Regions from separate parts of the Bombyx mori genome. Here region 1 is linked to region 2. A link is a contact called in public Hi-C data. All regions are on one chromosome and are shown on one strand. Each heading gives the region's core, a stretch centred on a gene start, on an enhancer-like site or on the middle of the called end of the contact. The rest is flanking DNA. Distances are from core to core; before and after follow the strand shown.

What was found. A called contact is a pair of places that touch in the nucleus more often than the background predicts.
Region 1: a Hi-C map of middle silk gland shows a contact between it and region 2, with 2.3 times the contacts expected there. The contact joins the enhancer-like site here to the promoter of LOC101744692 in region 2. A contact is called at or near these places in 2 of 7 Hi-C or Micro-C datasets (middle silk gland and whole pupa).

Annotation. Positions count from the first base shown.
Region 1 is chr7:2,413,695-2,418,221 of ASM3026992v2, reverse strand. It overlaps LOC101737011 (protein tipE), which reads right to left. Exons shown (of 3, transcript XM_012697595.4): 3 at 2,778-4,527. LOC101744828 (dynein regulatory complex subunit 4) reads left to right here. Exons shown (of 7, transcript XM_012697598.4): 5 at 1,174-1,404; 6 at 1,755-1,897; 7 at 2,179-2,789. The coding sequence ends at 2,263. Among protein-coding and RNA genes, the nearest start is that of LOC101744828, 4.6 kb to the left of the region's middle. Within about 2 kb of position 2,456, at least 7 of the 8 cell types and tissues checked have open chromatin away from gene starts, as enhancers often do.
Region 2 is chr7:2,371,690-2,376,160 of ASM3026992v2, reverse strand. It overlaps LOC101744692, which reads left to right and starts at 2,686. Exons shown (of 4, transcript XM_004923246.5): 1 at 2,686-3,106; 2 at 3,951-4,106. The coding sequence starts at 2,999. It overlaps LOC692904 (sericotropin), which reads left to right. Exons shown (of 4, transcript NM_001046747.1): 2 at 183-293; 3 at 1,152-1,266; 4 at 2,020-2,560. The coding sequence ends at 2,150.

The DNA.
Region 1 (4,527 bases), core at 1,207-3,706, 42 kb before region 2:
TATATTTACATTTGACATGGATATTTTTTGCATTATTTTATATTTAATTAATGATACCTAGTATATTCTTAGTGAGACGTATTTTGAGTAAAATAAATATGTATTATTATTATTGAATTATTATCATTGAATTAAAGTGAAGGTATAATATAAAGGGACATGTAGACCTCTCATTTACGGGTATTTACTATATTGTCTAAGACGTATTAAAATCTAAATAAAATGCCATTTGACTTATGCAGTAAATAAAAAATTTTAGGTTTCCTAAAGAACCTAACGCCAGGGAACAATGGATTGACGTGACAGGTAGAGGAAACTGGAGACAAAGACGAGTACTATTTGCTCTAAACATTTTACTGAAAATGATTTTACCATAAAAAAAATCATAATACACTTAGTTCTGAAAAATTCATTCGCAATTAATAGCAAGCGCCAACTGCTTAACAAATACGTTTTATTCCAGCGACAGTGACTATTTGTAATTAATAAAAGTAAAATAGTTTTTTTTTTTCAATATTTATTTCATGTTTCATTTTCTCCATTCATTCATCAGATAATTTATCGATAAAGAATATCGATTTTACCAAGCACTAGCGTGTATGAACATTTTTATTGCCTTTTTGCGTGTGTGAGTGTGTATGCCTACGGGTGTTTTGTGCTAATTGCGAACGAATATCTGTCCTGAGATTTATGTGTGGGTGTTTTTGTTGTGTGCGAAATACTTGTAATCACAGTGTGTGTATGTGTAGAAATTAAAATAGTGGGGATGAAGCGGCGACACTGGTTCTAATACAAAATTAGAGCAAAGGCCTTTCCAACCTTATTTATCTATTCCGTACCGGAGCCCATAGACATCTATAAAGTAAATACCGCCACCCACCTTCATAATAAGTTCTAAGGTCTCAGTATAGTTACAAAGGCTGCCCCACCCTTCAAACCGAAACGCATTACTACTTCACGGCAGAAATAGGCGGGGTGGTGGTACCTACCCGTGCGGACTCACAAGAGGTCCTACCACCAGTAATTACGCAACTTATAATTTTGCGGGTTTCATTTTTATTACACGATGTTATTCCTTCACCGTGGAAGTCAATCGTGAACATTTACAGTTAAGTACATAATATATAATGCCGTCATCCACCTTATTAAATCAATAACTATATTAAAATACAGGCAAAAACGAAACAGCTAGCAACCCTAGAGAAACAGTTCGAAGTCTTGAAATGGGAATACGAAGTGCTACAAATACGCTTCGACAGAGTGCTAGCTGAAAGAGACGAGCTGAAGGCTAGATTTTCGAGGGCCGTACTAGAAGTACAACAGAGGGCTTCGTTGAAAACGGCCCTACTGGAAACCAAGTTGAAAAATATGGAAGCAAGAGATTTAGGACCGAGAGAATTGCATGTGAGTTAATATTTTTATTACCGATAAATGAATCCGGCTGTTTCGCCCCTCTTCCTTTTTTTTTCCTACCTACGCTGATGGTCTTGAGAGACCATTTCAGCGTAGCCTTAACAAGTAAGTGAGCTAACGGTACTCAAACCTGACGACGTTGCTAGCACTATCCCTAGCAAGAGCCGTGCTACGCAGAATCTACCACCGGATCGGAAACACGACCTTAACACTTAAAACCAGGTGGGCTGTGAGCTCGTCCACTTATGTATGCGCTAAATAAAAAAAGACTTCCTCTTAACAGTAGTAACTTTTTCATGGGTTTTACATTGTACTCACTTAGTATTAATTAATTTAAAAAGGAACTGCTCAAACTCAAAGACACCCAAGTAGAAGATCTTCGGTATGAAGCCGCACGACTTCGGAAGGCGCATGATGATCTACTCGCGACTTACGAAGCGAAACTAGTGAAATTAGGAGTGCCTCCAGAAGAACTCGGTTTCAAGTGAGTAAATTTAAATTTAGCGCCATCTATGGTGTTTAATGAAAACTAATAAATAAAGTTTATCCAAGCGACATCTAGTTTGATAAAATGAAAATATTTAAAAATTGAAACGTTTGAAAGTGTATTATCGTGATAGTAACAGATGGCGCTGTTTGCAAAATTTATGAACTGGAAATTTAATGTTATGAGAAAAAGTTTATATAGTACAAAACGTATCCACGAGATGTCACTATTACAAAACCCAAGATGTTATTTATTATAGGTATTATATTTTTTTTCAGACCATTAAAAGCCGTTGCGGTGGCCGGAGTATCGCCTGTAATAGGTCAAGGACCAGCAGGATTAGTGACGAAAGATCAATGTTAGAAATAGAAATTAAAAAAATTGTATAATATAATTGCAAAAGTTGTGCCTATCTAAATTGTTCTGAAGAGAAATTGTAAATACCAAAAAATATTTTTGTAAATCCTTTTTTCCTTTTTCGTAATAAGCTGTCACCACCATCTAAGATCATTGATAATGACATTGGCAGAGCCGGGCGACTGCGTACCATTCAAGATCAAGCTATCTGATAGATCTCACAGCGATCAGCCATTGTGCTTAGTGCAAGTTTTTTAACGTTCTCGATAGCGTAAAAGTTAACTTTGTATGGAGTTGGAACGTTTGCCTACGTTTGCCGCTAGGGACGCTGTTCCAACTGCACACAGATTTGAGTTAACTTTTACGCTATCGGGAACGTTAAAAAACTCGCACTAAGCACACTGGTGTTAGAAGGCTACCGGAACCCATTACTATAACAATATGAATGAACGAACCTTAAAATATGAGGTCGATGTTTTCGCTGTAATTGCCGGTGCCAGAATAAATAAAACCAAAAAAATGAAGCCAATAAGTGTTTTATTTCCTACTAACGTTTTTTTTTTAGTATCATTTTAATTTAATTATGTACAAAACATTCATAAGGCAATAGTTTGAAATGAAAAGGCGTCAAACATTTTTTGAACCTTTCCGCTTGCATTTTAGCGATTTTTAATTGCATTTACAAACGTTTACTATATATTATATACTATTTATGGAATTAATATATATATTTATTTATCTTTTAATTAACAATTTTCTTTTCCATAACTTAATTTTTGCACGTTAAGAACAAATTGAAAATGTTATTTACAACGTAATATACATGGGTAAGTGAATTTATAAAAATCAACAAGGTATTTGTATTAGAATGTTTTTTTTTTAAATACTTTTGTAGCTTAGACAAATAATTCACGCATTAAAAGTAATAATTTTTTTGAAAATATTTAAAATTAACAGTAATACTTAATACTTACGAGAAATGCTATTTTCATAATCTCAAAGAAACTTTGTACAAAGTGTCGTAAATTATTAAAATAGTTGTTTTAGAAAATATTACTTGTGTTAGTTACAATAAAAACGAAAAAAATATTTAAGTTTTATATAAATACAATTAAACGCGATAAGCTTGAAATAATACATAGAACATTATCAATTAATAAGGAATTCGAAATAATGATTCAAGATTCACTCTTAACTAACTACACCAGTGATTCTCAACCTTTTTTTTGTTGTGCGGCACATATTTAACGATTTCAAAATTTGGCGGCACACAAAAAAAAAAGATAAAAATTATTTACTTACTACAACACACTGCATTAATAGTTTATAAAAAAAATTTTCATATACGAAATAAACTAAAATATACAATATTTTTTTTGTGTATTTAAATATTATAGTATATTCATGTTTAAAATATTTTTCTTTTAAAATGATATAATTTACAAACTTCAGAGGTGTCAAGGGACACCCGGATGGAACGAAGTTCCTTTCGATTAATTAGTGAAGGAATTGTAATTTTTTTTTAAAGTTATAATAATAAATTACGGCATTATGAAGAAGAAAAACACAATACTATAAAGCGCCTACACGTTGATTGGTCAGAATGACGGATCTAAAAAGTGTCGTGACAACTTTTCGTAAGAATTTTTTCCGTCTAGCCCCCTTTCACAACGCGCGATAAGGAACTTCGTTCCAATAATATTAACATTATTATATATTCGAAAAATTTGGCGGCACGCAAAAGTGCCGCGGAACAATGGTTGAGAATCACTGAACTATACACAACCAAACTTTCAGTTTTGAAAAATATAATACACATAAACTATAATTTGACATGGATTTCGTTTTATGATATTGATTAATTGCTTATACGTTCACGAAAATTGTTTACTCGCTAAAAATATACAAAGTATCCTTTGTATTCATTGCAAAGTGGCAAATTTCTGTTTTTTTTTTATTATCATAGATACCTAATATTTTTTAAAATAAAATTGAGGACGCTCTTAAGGTTCTTCGATTGCTAGTACAAGCTTAAAGTAGACTTAAGAAGCGTTTAGATTTGACTTAGTGATCGGAGATTTAAGAATTAATGGACATATAAAGGATTTTTCGCAAAAACGTCTTGGATGCAATTTTATTTTTGGGACATTTGTGGGGTGTCAATAGAAGCTTAACCTCAGGTTTGTGGGGTCGCCACCCGTGTCCCCCGGCCGCCATCTTGGAAAAAGGGGTGAAAGCACTCTTTTCGCGATACCTCGGAAACTATGCGT
Region 2 (4,471 bases), core at 1,437-3,936:
TTTACCATCTAAAATTTAGAAGTTGTATTACAAAGCTAAAACTTGTAATAGTTATTTTTACTACGGTTTTCGTGAAGCTTAGTTAGTAGTTAGTTACTATATTATTTAGACTATAGCTCAATGAATATATATATATTTGTAGAATTGTCTCAGAGTCGTCAATACATTTTATTACTTAACAGGCCCTCACAGATGAGCAGAAGGAGAACTTGAAGAAACACAGAGCCGACTGTCTCTCCGAGACGAAAGCTGATGAACAATTGGTGAACAAACTGAAGACAGGCGACTTTAAGGTGATGTGGAAAAATTTAATTAAAACTTCTCAGTCATTGACACACCCCTGATACTTGCAAGGTAACCAAAGACAGATAGCTAGTTTATCTGTTCCAGTCTCATGTTTGGATATTTAATCGTAAACAACGAGCTAGATAAAACTATTAAAAGAAACTAAATTCGATTTCACATTATGGTTCATTGTGTATTTAAAAAGGTTTATATGTAAAACGTGAATCAAAAACGTAACGACAAATTAGTAACGAAAATTTTCACAATTTATCTAACAACAACAACAAATCACAAATCAGTAAAATTTATAATACTCTGGTTTGATATCACCACCAATGTGCCTATGTCTATGGTAAGCAATGCGCTGGAATTTGGAACCTAATCCAAATATTTTACAGTAGATAGATAGGATATTTTAGACTTCAGGCCTTTGCGTACACGGGCCAATGCAAATTGTATAATACCGTTTCAGCACATCGAGAGTGACCGTTTCCTAAATCCATTATAATTTATGACAGTAATTTTAAAATTACCTTGAAAGGGCTCTTCCTACTTATGCAGCACAACTGGCCTAATTTACCGGCACTTACCGACAATTAACTGTTCAAGGTATTCCCAATTGCGCACAATAACATACAACATCTTATATCGACCACATTTTTTTCTGTTCTTATGAGACATTCAATATATTGGTCCATTTAGTGTGTAACGGGACATTTTTTTATGTTCAGATCACAGTATCCCCATCCAATATTGAAACTATGAACTATTGATACAAGAAGTTTTGTTGATTACCGAACTTAAAGACATGTTTATTCCCAATTTCTAATGAACTTCATAATGACATTTTAAATGTGTTTTAACAGACTGAAAACGAACCATTGAAGAAGTATGCTCTATGTATGCTGATCAAATCACAGCTGATGACCAAGGACGGGAAATTCAAGAAGGACGTCGCTCTGGCTAAAGTGCCTAATGCTGGTTTGTGAGATACATTTTATTACAAAAAAAAAATATGCTTTTCTTATGTCAACAGTTTTCAAATGTCATTTATTTCTGGGATGGCTGTGTGATATGTAACTTTTTGTAGGTATGCAACAGACGATACTAATTTGTTTGCTTACCATCCTATCCATATACTCTTATTTTCGCCACATACCTCGCGACATGAGGTTACAGACTCATTATATTATATATATATATTTTTTTATATATAATATTAACGACAGGCTACTCGTTTTTCAAAACCGGAATACGCGAATTCTTTATTTTAGAAACCTAAACATCTAATAGAAAAGACAACCAATGAACTTGTATGGAGCATTGCGACCATACTAGTGTTCCCTCACGCCAGTACCTCTTTTTCTAATGAAATACGTATTTAATACTAACATGTTCACGAATGATTTCCGTAATGAAGGAATTATATTTTTTCATAAAAATCAAACGGTTATAGTTGTAATTTGCGTAATTACTGGTGGTGGGGTGACTCGATGACATGATAGTCTAACTAGAAAAAATACACCAAAATTGAACTAATTCTCATCATATTTATTATTTATTATATTAGTTACCCAAAAATAAAGCAACCTTTGAAAGTTCGGACTCCACAGGAATAATATCTTAGGATAAAATCCTTAAGCATTGTAAATAGATGTATGTTTCTATCATGAAAGAAGTTTCACTCTGACTTGGATTTACTTGCTCGTAATGCACAATTATTCCCTCTTACAGAAGACAAATTGAAAGTAGAGAAGCTGATTGACGCTTGCCTGGCCAACAAAGGCAACAGCCCTCACCAAACAGCCTGGAATTATGTGAAATGCTACCACGAGAAAGACCCGAAGCACGCTCTTTTCTTGTAAACACATAATCCAACCCAACCGTTCCATACCTCATTAGTGTTAAATAGCTCGGACGTGTTTATCTAGACGATATCATGATTATATCGGAGAATATTGCAATCTTGTATGGTGTTATTATTCTAACTTTAATCTATATCTGTTCGATAAATTTTGTTTAGTTGTTGTAACATATTCGATCGAGAACCAAAATTTAATTTTCTTCTGTGTTCGTCATAGCTTTGTTTATCTCGTTTGATGTTTCTTGGTGATTTCTTTCATCTCATACAAAGATAAGCAGCTAGCAGCAGAATTTACAGGGTTTTGTTAGTACAATAAGTAACGTGTGAATAATATGCTTAAGTGAGAGCAACGTTTACTTTTTTGGCGAATTTAATATTTTTAGTACAACAATAAAGAGCAATAGTACTGGAGACTTTTGTTTTTATTCACAACTACCCGACCTAATGAATCGTGTGTGTGTGTTTTTGTTTAGTTCTTGCGAGTTCAACCTCTGGAATTATTTAAAGAAAGTCATACCAAAGTCCATGAAAATCAAATAAGGCTTATATTATTTATTTTGAAAAGTTGCACACACGCACTCACATTTATCAAATATTTTGGTCCCTGTTGTCGAAATATTACATATTACTTAAGACCATAATATACAAAAAAAACTTTCTAGCATAAAAACAGAAGTTAAAAACAAGCCTTATTCTTCTTATTGCGTTATATTATTTTAAATTAAATACATTAACGAAATGTTATCATTAGTGTTCAATAGTGGTTTATTAAAATATTATCGATCTAACTGCGTTGTTATGGAAACAACTTACATATCCCTTTGTCACTTGGATCGTATATGAAGAGTGATGGTTAACAAAAGTGAACCATTCAAAATGGGAGCGTCGAAAGAAATGCGTTCCTTCGTAATACTATTGAATTACGGTCTTCTGTGCTGTGGGCAGTTCATGCCAGAGGTATTAATTATTTAATTGAATTAATTTAATTTAATTGGTCATTATTTTTATTCAGATGCCGTCGGAAGCGATAAATTAGTTTATCTCGTATGGGAATTAAAATGGTGGCATGATACAGTTTGTATATTGTTTTCGGGGAGGCGTTACTAAGTAGGAACAGGGGCACAGTCGCCCATTGTCATCGGCAAGGATAAGGTCTAGCTTGATAGACAAGGCTCTTCTTGCACTCATAGGCTATTAGAATAGCCACGCGGTCTTACATCCTAATATCTTAAACGGATTCGTGAGTGACTTGTGCTATTATGGTGGTATGATTAGATGTTTCGGTAGGCAGCTGCCTGGTTCTGCCCCTGGCATTACTGACGTCCATAGGCGACGGTAACCACTAACCATTAGATAGGCCGTATGCTCGTCTGCCTAGAAGGTTAATAAAAAATGTCTGTGGATGTAATCTCAATTAGGGCTATATCTGCCTAGAAATACCGTGAGGCAGTTCATTTAATTTTTAGACTAGAATAGACGGTAGTTCATTTTATTTTCCTACCTAAGCTGATAGAATAGCCTTGAGAGGCTATTTCAGCGTAACCTTAACTAGTAGGTGAGCTCACGGGGCTCAAACCGGAGTGATACTGACCCTAGTAAGAGCAGTGCTTCGCGGCACCTACCACCGGACCGGAAACGCGACCCACTGAGAAGATCCGGCGAGAAACTTTGGCTGTGTCTATGGGTTAATTCGCTCGTCGAGCCCTTCGTCGCAAGCGACGGGTTCGACGGGGACGGTGACCGGTGCTTATGGTACCTAAAAGCACCGTTAATGGATCGGGAGCCACTAGTGTATTTCCAGGACTATTATTACGATATCGTGACGAGAGATCCTGACGATCTGATGCGAGAGAAAGAGAATGAAGTCCGGGCCCTGAGAGCATTCCAGGCTGATTGTGCGGAGGACGTCCAGGTCAAGCCGGATTTAGTGGTCAACTTGAAGAGCGGTGACTGGCAGGTAAAAGGAAATTCAAGGGAATAATTATTCCCATCGACTTTCTAATTGAGGTCGTCAGTGCAAAAGTGGTCTAATCCACAATTTTTCATATTCGCGCTTATATATTGCAATTTATTTAAAACATAATAAATTTTGATGCAAAACGGGCCTATCCTTAGTCTCATAGAGCGTATTATTTTGGCCTACGAATCAGTGTAAAAGTAAATTCCAATTTCATTATCTCCATACTTAACTATGATAAGCTTAGGACAATTTTGCGCTGACTGCCTCAATTTAAACCGCTTTTAAGATTTAATGTCTAATTTTGAAATGAAACTTTTTTAAGCGCTTTGAGAATAAAATTTAACTCGCGGCAGATTCGTTAC